Regions from separate parts of the Hordeum vulgare genome. Here region 2 is linked to region 1. The links are chromatin contacts, called in public Hi-C maps. All regions are on one chromosome and are shown on one strand. Each heading gives the region's core, a stretch centred on a gene start, on an enhancer-like site or on the middle of the called end of the contact. The rest is flanking DNA. Distances are from core to core; before and after follow the strand shown.

The links. Hi-C and Micro-C count contacts between places; a contact is called where the count stands out from the background.
Region 2: a Hi-C map of seedling shows a contact between it and region 1, with 3 times the contacts expected there. The contact joins the promoter of LOC123425134 here to the promoter of LOC123425131 in region 1. A contact is called at or near these places in 1 of 6 Hi-C or Micro-C datasets (seedling) and 1 of 1 datasets of contacts at active chromatin or transcription factors (embryo).

What each region holds. Positions count from the first base shown.
Region 1 is chr2H:76,147,067-76,153,292 of MorexV3_pseudomolecules_assembly, forward strand. It overlaps LOC123425131 (H/ACA ribonucleoprotein complex subunit 4-like), which reads right to left and starts at 2,316. Exons shown (of 1, transcript XM_045108805.1): 1 at 93-2,316. The coding sequence starts at 2,166. The coding sequence ends at 349.
Region 2 is chr2H:76,406,485-76,412,431 of MorexV3_pseudomolecules_assembly, forward strand. LOC123425134 (hydrophobic protein LTI6A) reads right to left here and starts at 1,360. Exons shown (of 3, transcript XM_045108808.1): 1 at 946-1,360; 2 at 740-851; 3 at 159-408. The coding sequence starts at 1,035. The coding sequence ends at 768.

The DNA of each region.
Region 1 (6,226 bases), core at 1,066-3,565:
TGGTAAACTCTACTTCAGCTTAATATCATCAAAACAGCAGAACTGATGAGATTAGCAAGCCAGCAATTCCAGTACAGTGTACTACTAAGATGAGATGAGAGCAAAATTCACTGCAAAACTGATAACAGATACAGCGATACATGACTGATTGTTCAAATTTAAAGGAAAATCTCTCTAATTACCATAGCATTTCAGTTGAATGGCAGCAACCTAAAGATAGTACATCAGGCCTACCTATCAAACCATAGCCGGTTGCAAGGGGTTCAGAGCAAATAAAACAGGTAGTTCAAACTCCCACATAACTGCAACCAAATAACATGACCAGACAATGTGAACTACTAGCTCTACCTATTGTGCCGCCTCCTCAGCATCTTTCTTCTTCTTTTTCTTCTCCTTTTTCTTCTCACTCTTCTCAACTTCATTCTCTGTAGCGACATCATCACCGCCTTCCTTGCTCTTCTTTTTCTTGTCCTTTTTCTTCTCGCTCTTCTCAACTTCCGCACTCTCTTGAGCGACATCATCCCTGCCTTCCTTGTTCTTCTTCTTCTTTTTCTTCTCACTGGCACCATTCTCCTCGTCAGACAGGCTGCTCTTCTCCTCCTTCACTGCCTCTGAAACAACTGATCCTGGTTCTCCCTTGTCTTTCTTTTTTTTCTTCTTCTTCTCACTCTTATCCCCGTCCACTCCCTCAGTGACCTCCTCCACCTTCATCTTCTTTGCAGGTGTAGAAGCAGTCACATCATCCTCATCATTCTTCCTCTTTTTCTTCTCCTTGACCTCCTCACTTGGCACGACATCCTGTTGTTCCACCTTCACCTTCTCAGGCTCAGGGGCAGCTGCAAGGCTAGCAATCATCGCATCACCACCAGTAGGAAGCACCACATTTCGAAGCCACTCAGCTGGCGTCTTGTCAGTTGGCTTCCCATGCTTATCAAGGAGGCCCTCAGCAATCATCTTCTTCTTCTTGAGTGCCACCGGACCAAGTCCCCACTTCCTTGGGTATGTGTCCCTGTCCATCACCACCCTCTTGATCTTCGCCACAGCACCATGGTCACAAGTCGCCATAACAGCAGTGGGCATCTCAGCGATACCGATGGCAATCGCCTCCCCCTTTGTAGTCATGAGAACAACCTCTTCCCCAACATCAATGTCATTCTCAAACCGGAGCAACCCAGGAATCATAAGCTTGGCACCATAGCAGATAGCATTAACAGCAGAGTCCTTCACAACAAGCCTCTTGTAGCTAGTAAGAATTACCTCAAGCGGCATCACCACACGCCTTATGTAAGACTCATCCTTGTGGTTGTCAAGCGCCCACATCGCATCCATCACATCGTGCATGGTGACCATGTTGTCCTGCTCCCCCAGGATACCTGACCGGACACGGCGCAGCTCCTGCATATGCGCACCGACACCCAGGAGCAGCCCAAGGTGCACACAGAGCGTCCGGACATAGGTTCCGGCCTCGCAAGAGATCCAAAAAACGGCAAGGTGGCGCTCGGCGTCATGCTCCAGCAGCTTGCTCTCATAAATGGTCCGCACCCTGAGCTGGCGCTTGACAGCCGAGATAAGCGGCGGGCGCTGGAACACGGCGCCGGTAAGGGACTCGAGCGCGCGGGCGACCCGGGCCGTGTCTGGGACGGCGGCGTGGAAGCGGGCGATGCACACATACTCCTTACCTGCGCCCTGCTGCGACTTGACGAGGCGTGTTGCGCGGTCGACGCAGACGATGAGGTTGCCGGTGACCTTGGGGTCGAGCGTGCCGCTGTGGCCGGTCTTCTCAACGCGGAGGAGGCGCTTGATCCACGCCACCACCTCGTGGGAGGAAGGGTTGGATGGCTTGTCGAGGTTGATGACGCCATAGCGAAGGTACTCGGCGAGGGGTCGCTTGAGCGGCGAGTGGCCGGAGGGGAGCGGGGTGTAGTGGCCGGTGCGGACGTTGAGGCGGTCGTAGTTCTTGAGAAGGAGCGGCCAGGTGGAGGTGTCGAGGGACGGGACCAGGGCCTGGGGCTTGATCATGTACCCATCGGTCTTTGCCTCCGCGTCTGCCAGCGACGTGGTATCGGCGGCGGGGTCGGAGGAGGCATCCTTGGATTTGCTCTTCTTTTTCTTGGATTTGGTGTGCTCCGAGGCGGGGGACGCGACGACCGGCGGCGTGGAGGACATGGCGGCGGCTGGGGGGGTGGGGGGCTAGGGATTAGGGTTTTTGCGGGGAACGGGAGTGGCGCCGTCGCGGCGAGAGGAAGAAGGGGGTTTTAAGGGTAAGGGTTTACCGGGGTGCGTGGGCTGGAGCGATGGGCTTTGTCGTTGGGCCACCCGGTTAGAAGTCACCAAACCAGAAGCATGGATTATCTCTAACCGAGTAGCTCCCCTTCGTCGATAGTGCCCCACAACCGTGGCTAAGAGTATCTCTATCACACCCTTTATATAAATAAAACGCGTTTGAAGTTTGTGAAAAATGGTTTTGTGGACCGACACAAATCAAGGCAGAGTTAGATCCTATAAAACGGACCCTAAAAAAAACATTCGCACAAGATGCTCTTCGTCCGCGTCCACCCGCGCACGTTGTCCAGTCGTACACGCTATGCATCCGCCGGAGCTTGCCGGCCGTGTCGACCTCCCGGAGCACGCTGTCGGGCGTTCTCCCCAATTGGTCACGCGTCCATCTCGGCTTGCGGAGCGCGCGCGCATGGGGCCGAGAGGGGCGGTGGCGAGAGCGCCGGGGCAGAGCATGCGGCGGTGAGAACGCGGGGAGGAGGAGGAGGAGCAGGGAGCTTTGCTTGCTTGCTTGCTAGCACAGAGGAGTGGGAGGATGCAGCAGCCGCAGCAGCATCACCATCACAAGCCGCCCAAGCCATCCCTCACCGGCAGCGGGCCGTGGATCCGGAGGTCCCTGCCGCCGTCGTCGCCACATCGAAAGTCGTGGGGCGCTGGCGGCTACAGCGAGGACGACGACCCCTTCTTCGACCTCGACCTGTCATGTTGCTCTGCACCCGCGTCCAGCGCCGAGTCGAGCTCCGAGTCCGGGGACTCTTCGTGCGCCGGCGAGGTTGACTTCGTCATCTTACTGCGGCGGAGCTGCTCCATGTCACTGCCCTACGAGAGCGTCTCCTTCAGCCGCTGCGGGGTGGGGGAGCGCCTCTGCGGGTCAAATTCTGCACGTCGGAGCCCAGCGACGCCGATGCACAATTCAGCACCAGCAGCAGGCACAGGAAGTTGCAAGGATAGGCGGGGTGGACGTGCGACGGTCGGTGACGAACGGGGCGATGGCCGGGGACGGGCGGGGCGACGTCCGGGGCGGCGCACGGCGGACGTGGACGACGGACGTGGAAGTTTCCATGGCATTTAGGCTCCCACCAACTACTTTCTCTCGACATAGTGCACCATAGAAGCGGACGCAAAAACTGTGTTTTTGCAGATCGGGAGATGCTTTTTACCGTACCCCTCAAAACAAATTACAGGTCGGAGTCGTTTACGGGTTCTATTCGGGTCGCTTTTTCCGCCTAAAACTGAAAACTGACGGTTATTTTACAGTTTCACGAGTTATACGGGGTCTGCTGGAGATGCTCTAAGAGCGTGGGAGGTGACCCGCTATCGTCTCGCACTTTTTTAACGGATGCAAAAGATTTGCCTCATCAATTAATTAAGAAGAAGAGAATTCTTTGGTTAATTAACGAAAAATCGACCAAAAATCAATACAGAGACCACATACAGACTACTCGCTAATAAAGAAACTCCATGACCCCACTATCAACCCGACAAAGATACATAAGACGTAACAACCACAGTCCCTCGCACTTCACGTTGCAAAGAAACCCCCAACAAAACCAAGGTTGAAGACAATGCACACCACCAAATCCATAAAGACGAGTCAATCAAAAATGATGGTCGAAGAGACTAATTATCTTTCATTAAGCAACTGAGAACACCTTACCAATAGCGGCACTCTTCTTGCCTATGCTTCTAAGAACCTTCTTCACCTTCTTGATTTTGCACGTAGAAGCCTCCTCCGCTAGGAGACAAGCAATCGCCTAGCCAGCCCGAAGACTAGCTACCTCCAAGCAAACGAGCAAGCCGCCAAGCTTTTTCATGAAGACCGCCTCATCAATAGGTGCCAACATACCATCATGGTCAAAGATGGGCGACCGAATGGCTTTTAGCGCCTCAAAATTAGGTGCCAAAGCACCTACCTCATCAACCCCAGCCTGCATAGACTCCACCTGGCCAACAGCCACACATGAGAGAGCGCTAGGAACATCCAAATCTCCACAGTCCACAAAGGCGAGCGGTTGACTGGCCTCCACCGTCAATGAAGAGATCGAGGTAGGTATCGCTAAGGCTCCTCCAAGCGACTCCATCTCTATAGGAAGCACCACCGAAATACGTGCAATAGGCTCCCCATAAAGCTTATGTAGCTCAGACATAATCTACAACACTGGAGCCACGACCTCGACAACATCTTCACTTTCAAAAGCAATCGGCATGACACACATCAACGATGGGAAGGATGTAGCGCGAGGGGAGGGCTCTCCAAACAAGTCTACTTCCCCATCGGCACAACCAACATGGATCTCGGGCAGCATGGACATAATGGGCACAACCTGGGGCTTGGGGAGAGCGGCCTCTTCACTTGCGAAAACACTCCCAACTCGCGTCAAGTAGTCTTGCAACTTAGTGTGGAGCAGCTTAGTATGCTCCATGAGGACCAACTGTTGCAGTACATCTGCTCGGGTAGCATCATTGACAGGAGCAGACATTGGTGAAGGCTGTATATGGAGCAGCATGACTTAGCGGCGTAGTCTGGTCTTTGGGTGCTTTGCACAGCAAAAGAAAGTAATGTGACCAAATCGAAGGCAGTTCTTGCACCAAATTGGTCCCTGCAAGAGTGGGCATGGTGACCTCTCGAGAGCACCGAAAGCATCAATCCCTCAACATGCCAAAGGAGTCATTCGCCCATTGAAAGCGGGATGTCAGAAAACAGTTAAAGATGGAGAATGACGACGCCCCTTGACTAGGTGACAGTTCCCAAATGAATCTCCATGAGGTGCCGGCGCGCAGTACATGGGAGCAGCTTGAGTCTTTGCTACAGCGACAGAAACCTTTCTGTCGCCCCTTGAGCTTGCGTTGGTTTTTCCCTTGAAGAGGAAAGGGCGATCCAGCACAGGAGCGGTAAGTATTTCCCTTAGTTTGAGAACCAAGGTATCAATCCAGTAGGAGAATCTCGTCAAGTCCAGAGTACCTGCACAAACACAAAGAGCTTGCACCCAACACTATAAAGGGGTTGTCAATCCCTTCAAGATTGATTGCAAAGTGAGATCTGAAGGCGGAAAGTGCAACAAAGTAAAAGTGTAAGGCTGGAAATATAGTGTGGAGTAGACCCGGGGGCCATAGTGTTCACTAGAGGCTTCTCTCAAAATAGCAAATATTACGGTGGGTGAACAAATTACTGTCGAGCAATTGATAGAACCGCGCAAAGTCATGACGATATCTAAGGCAATGATCATACATATAGGCATCACGTCCGAGACAAGTAGACCGATACTTTCTGCATCTACTACTATTACTCCACACATCGACCGCTATCCAGCATGCATCTAGTGTATTGAGTTCATGACGAACAGAGTAACGCCTTAAGCAAGATGACATGATGTAGAGGGATAATCTCAAACCAATGATGAAAACCCCATCTTTTTACCCTTGATGGAAACAACACGATACGTGCCTCGCTACCCCTTCTGTCACTGGGTGAGGTCACCGCACAGTGTGAACCCAAAACCAAGCACTTCTCCCATTGCAAGAATCATAGATCAAGCTGGCCAAACAAAACCCACAACTCGAAGAGAAATACAAGGATATGAAATCATGCATAAAAGAGATCAGAAGAAACTCAAATAAGATTCATAGATAATCTGATCATAAATCCACAATTCATCGGATCTCGACCAACACACCGCAAAAGAAGATTACATCGGATAGATCTCCATGAAGATCATGGAGAACTTTGTATTGAAGATCCAAGAGAGAGAAGAAGCCATCTAGCTACTAGCTATGGACCCGTAGGTCTATGGTGAACTACTCACGCATCATCGGAGAGGTCATGGTGTTGATGAAGAAGCCCTTCGTATCTGAATCCCCCCTCTGACAGGGCACCAGAACGTGCCCCAGATGGGATCTTGCGGAGACAGAAGCTTGCGGTGGCGAAAAAGTACTTTCGATGATCTCCTGA
Region 2 (5,947 bases), core at 110-2,609, 260 kb after region 1:
ACCCCCCCGCTCCGTGATTTCCTCCGATCCGTCACATCCGTTTGAACCTGAAACTTATCCAATCCAACGCTGCAGCACGAGAAACTCGCCAACATACCAACCAATCGGGGGCGATGCAAAAAAAAATTAAAAAATCTGCGCAAGGAACGCTCGAGAACAATCGGAAAATTTCTCCACCAATCAATTGATTAATTAATTAATTCATCAAAGTACATGGACGACGAAAATGGACAGAGGAACAACTGGATGCATGGATACACTGGGGAAGGCGACAGGAGGAGAGGAGTCTAATCATCAAGCAAGAACAACAAACAGATGTACAACAGCATGAACACACAACGCGTACGCAGCACCATGGATCACCTGGCTCGCGTCTCGGACAAACGGAACAAGTTGGCCATGGATCACCTGGCACAAACAACAAGCAGAGATCAGTCCGGGAATTTCCATCGCAGTTCTCTGAACCAAATAAGGATGGTTCCTCTGTTTTCTTTCGAAACAAAAAGATGGAAGCAACGGCGGGCTGCAGGGCGCTTCTCTTTTTGGATTTGCGAAATCCTTTTTTGCTTGGAAGAAGATGCATCCTTTTGTTGTGCTGTTAATACGGCGCCCTATGTTTGTTTGTTAGGTTTTTTTTATTTACAGTAGATAAAAATTGCTTTTGTAAATTCTACGGAGGACTCCACTGAAGAGAGAAAAACCGGGGGAAATGACAAGTTCCCCCGAGGTGCATGCATACCTAGAGACAAGCAGGCAGGCAGGGGCGGCTACTTGGTGATGACCCAGACGGCGTAGATGATGCCGGGGAGGTAGCCGAAGAAGGTGAGCAGCAGGCAGATCCAGAACTCGATCTGCAAAGCACGAGCATCCAATTAGCCACAGCCCAGTGCATGCATAGTCCGTCCGTCATGAGATGGCAGCCCGGGACAGGGATCGGGCGCTCACCCCGCAGGCGAACTTGAAGAAGACGCCGAGCGGCGGCAGGATGATGGCGAGGATGATGTCGATGCAGTTGGCCGTCCCCTCGTCCGCCATCTTCCTTCCTTGTCTCGAAGCAGTCGAAGGGAGAACCCGAGGCGAGAGGAGAGGAGAGGAGAGGAGGTTGATGGAAGAAACTAGGAGAGCGAGACGGCTAGAGGTGGAGTAGTAGAGTGATGATGCGGTGGTGCGACGCCCCTGCTGATTATAAAGAGAGACGGCGAGGCACCACGCGGGGCGAGGGCGCCGGTTGGCGAGGTTACGTTACGTGCCCGGCTCGTGCGGCGGTGATGATGCTCATGCTCCCACGAGCGCCAGACAGGGGGGTTGGATCGGACGTGGGAAGAATCGGATGCTGCGGCCGGCCGGTCCTCGTGCGCGCGCTTCGCTTCGCTGTTGCCTGTTGGTTCGGCTCCAACGGCTGGCGGCGACCCGTCCGCCCGGTTCCGTGCCCGCTTCTCTCGCGTGGACGCGCCTTTCAACTTTTGACGTTGAAGGCTATCATTTTTTTTTCTTTTGCGGGCAAAAGGTTATCAAGTTCAAAAAGAAAGAACGTTGAAGGTTATCCTTATTCTTTTATTTTTGAAGGGACGTTGAAGGTTATCTCGACTCCGGGTGCTATCTGCTGTACTATCTCAGCCCCAAATTTGACTGTCAAAACAAAGGACGCGTTTGGTTGCGTGCATTACATTCAAAAGACCCGTATAGAATGAAAATAGGCTGTTTGGTAATATGCATTCACTGTTTGGCCCGCATAATACAAACCTCAAAGCACCTCTCAGCCAGGCCCGATGGGAACGGCCGAATCGAACGTTTTTTGCGAGCCAAGCTCGAGCGATGCAGGGGAGGGGAACGTCGTGCCGCGCCGCGTAGGGAAGGGAGATGGCGGGAGCGATGGCGCATCTTCGAAAAAGTGGCGAGACGAATTCGAGTCATCGCCCGCCGATTCGGTCACCCTATATATCGACGGTGACCGCGGCGGCAAAACTCCCGCCACCATTTCCCCCATCTCGAGCTTTCCTTCCGTGCGGATCCAGTTCGACGACGAGGTAAGCGGCGCAACAACTCCGGCGACCGGTTGATTGCGGCGGTGGGTCCTCCTCCTCCTCTTCGACGTGCGAGGCGCCTCCTCCCCGGTCGTTCCGATGGCGTCTGTAAGTTCAATCATTACCTCCTCTCTACTAGTTCTAGCTAGATCTTTCCATGTGGTAGGGTTAAGTCGTCCGACCTGTTTGACCATGATGTTGTAGTAGCTAGCTGTGATGGATTTGGAGCATGCTGGGGGTTATTTCCATGTGGGAAAGTGTTGGTAGCTAGTGGTCATGGATGGTTTGCTGGTAGTGTGCAAGTGTTGAACAATATCATTCATATGTGTCCAAGATTAGTGTTGTGTTCTGCTGTGTTGATGTGTGGTATGCTTTGATGGATTTGGTAGTTCATGACGTTTACGTTTGTAGGACATGACCACACAAACACAAGAGATTAGGCAGGCCCTCGTGCTATCTGAGAGCCAGTTCCCGTCTGAGGGAGTCCGGGATTAAGGGGTCCTCAAGTAGTCAGCTTACCATGAAGAGGTCGTCCTGATGTGATGTACCTATGGGAGGTCAGGTTGTGCGGTCATCTCGTACTCAGTGAGGAGAACACCGAAGACCGGCATGACGTCCAAGTAAAATAGACTAGGTCGATTGTGTGTAACCCTAATTCCCTGGTGATTATATAAACCGGAGGTCCTCGTCCGTGTAGACAGGTTGATTCACCTACGGTTTAGTATACACGATCTCGAGGTAGACTCTGTAATCATCATCCACATCAATATAATCAAGCAGGACGTATGGTTTTACCTCCTCAAGAGGGCCCGAACCTGGGTAAACACTGTATCCCCCTCTTTCCTACAATCGACCGATCTAAGGTCCACAGTTCGGGACCCCCTACCCGAGATCTGCCGGCTTTGACACCGACATTGGTGCTTTCATGAGAGTTCCACTGATTGGATCGCCAGAAGGATCGATGGCACGCCTAGTCATCAGTGAGGAGATCATCAACATGTTGAAAATATACCCTAGAGGCAATAATAAAATAGTTGTTATTATATTTTCTGTTTCAAGATAATCGTTTATTATCCATGCTATAATTGTATTGAATGGAAACATAAATACATGTGTGGATACATAGACAAAATAATGTCCCTAGTAAGCCTCTAGCTGACTAGCTCGTTGATCAAAGATGGTTAAGGTTTCCTAGCCATAGACAAGTGTTGTCACTTAATGACGGGATCACATCATTAGGAGAATGATGTGATGGACAAGACCCAAACTATAAACGTAGCATGTGATCGTGTTATTTTGTTGCTACTGTTTTCTGCATGTCAAGTATAGATTCTTATGACCATGAGATCATGTAACTCACTGACACCGGAAGAATGCCTTGTGTGTATCAAACGTCGCAATGTTTCTGGGTGACTATAAAGGTGCTCTGCAGGTATCTCCGAAGGTGTCCGTTTAGTTAGCATGGATCAAGACTAGGATTTGTCACTCCATATGACGGAGAGGTATCTCAGGGCCCACTCGGTAATACAACATCACAAACAAAGCCTTGCAAGCAATGTGACTAAAGAGTTAGCCACAGTATATTGTATTACGAAACGAGTAAAGAGACTTGCCGGTAACGGGATTGAAATAGGTATGAGGATACCAACGATCGAATCTTGGGCAAGTAACATACCGAAGGACAAAGGGAATGATATACGTGATTAAATGAATCCTTGACATAGAGGTTCAGCCGATAAGATCTTCGTAGAATATGTAGGATCCAATATAGGTATCTAGGTCCCGCTATTGGATATTGACCGAAGAGTGTCTCGGTCATGTCTACATAGTTCTCGTACCCGCGGGGTCTACACACTTAAGTTTCGATGATGATTTTCAATATAGCTGAATTATTGATGTTGGTAAGTGATACGTCTCCGTCGTATCTACTTTTCTGAACTCTTTTGCCCTTGTTTTGGACTCTAATTTGCATGATTTGAACGGAACTAACCCGGACTGACGTTGTTTTCAACAGAATTGCCATGGTGTTGTTTTTGTGCATAAATAAAAGTTCTCGGAATGTCCTGAAAATTTACGAAGAATTTTTCTGGAATTAATGAAAAATACCTGCGCAAAGATCCACCGGAGGAGGTGTGCCAGTGGGCCACAAGCCCCTGGGCCGCGTCCACCCCCCTGGCCGCGCCATGAGGGCTTGTGGGGCCCACGTGGCGCCACCGCCTCCAAACTCAGCTCTATATATTCCGTTTCGCCCAGAAAAAAATCAGAGAGAAGGATTGTGACAGCCCTATGCCGACGTTCGAGAAGATTCCCCTTTATTTCTGTTTCCGTCGTGTGGTTATTTTATTTTGTTGGTTGCATCATCATTTAGTTTGCATCATGGCATCATGCATGGCATCATGTCAACTGTGTTTTGTCGGTGTTGCTTGTTGCTCCGTGTTGTTGGGTGTTAATGCTTGTGAGTGGCGTTGTTTGTTGGAGTGATGAGAGTGGGTGCAACAGAGCCACTTCAAAACCCTGTTGCACCGAGGACGTAAAACCCTTCTCTCCTCTCTATTCTATTTTGTGGTTGCGTAAAAGATTTCAGGGTTAACCCCCTTTTAAAAGTTTTCTTCTTTTAAAAAACCTTTTATTAAATGTGGGGGCAACCCTTGGGTTTCCTTTATTTTCTTTCCTTTTGTTTATTTTCAAAAAAACAGAGTCTCATTTTCTTTTTTCCTTTAAAAGATCTTTTATTTTATTCTTTAAAAAGGGGTTTTATTTTATTCTTCAAAAAAGTTTTATTTTTATTCGTTAAAAAAATGCCCAATCTATTTTATAGTTGGGGTTTGTTTTAAAGGAGTCAAAAGTAAATATTTTTTATTTCGTTTAATTATTTTCCCTTTGTGTGCGTTTTCTGATTTAAAAAAACAAGAGGAAGAGGGAGCCAGCCGGCCAAGGCCTTCCCGGGCCGCAACCCAGCTGCCTGGTCCCAACCCTAGCGAGCGAGGGCTCCCCTGTTCCCTCGTCCCCGAGCGTCGTCTCCCTCCTGAGTGCGAGTCTCCCCCCGTTCCTTCCTCCTCGTCCTCGATCCCAATTCCCCATGCCCGATCCCCTCCAGAACCTCGCACCTCGCCCCTCGCCCCGTCAAAGGAGCTCGTCGTCCCTGGTCTCCCGTGCGCCTGCCACCACGTGCTGCTCGCCCTCGCCCCCGACCTCCTCTACCTCGCCCGCCTCGCCCGCCTCCCCGCGTCTCGCCGGCCGTCTCTCCGCCATGGCCTCACCCTCGTCCGAGGCCTCGCCGGCCTCCCGGTCGCCGCCCAGACCGCCTCCCCGCGTGCCCCAGCGTCGCAGCCTCATGCGCCCCGTCGCCATGCCGGCTGCGCCGTTTCCGTCTTGCAGGCCGCCAAGGCCTCTCCGCCGGAGGTCCCCTCGCCTCGAGCCGCCATGGCCCTCCTCGGCCCGGGGTCATCCGCCGTGCCCGTCCGCCGCCTGCTGCGTACGAGCCACTAGAGAGGCCAAGGCCGCCGCCAACTGCCCCTAGGTTGCCGTGCTCGCCTCCCGCAGCCATGGCCGCGCGCCGCCGCCGGCTTGCTGCTGTGCCCCCGCCGTGGACGCCTGCAGCGCCAACCTCGCCGACCGTCCTCCCCATGGAGCCGTGCTCGCCTCCTGGTTTCCCTCGCCGCTACCTGTTGCTGAAGCTGTTGCAGTTGCTATGCTGTAGCCATGTGCTGCTACCCATGCCGAGCCTGATGCTTTGCTGCTTGCTTTGCTGCTTGTTGTAGCTTGCTCTGCTTTGCCGCTGCAGTTGCTGGCTGCCGTTGCCGCCTGTAGCTGTTTGCTTCTGCTATTGCTAGATGCTAGCTGTAGCTTGTCGTTGCCTGATGATATGCTCGCTTGCGTGTTGCTGTTGCTTGTGCTGTTGTAGATGCTGCTGCTTGCTAGGC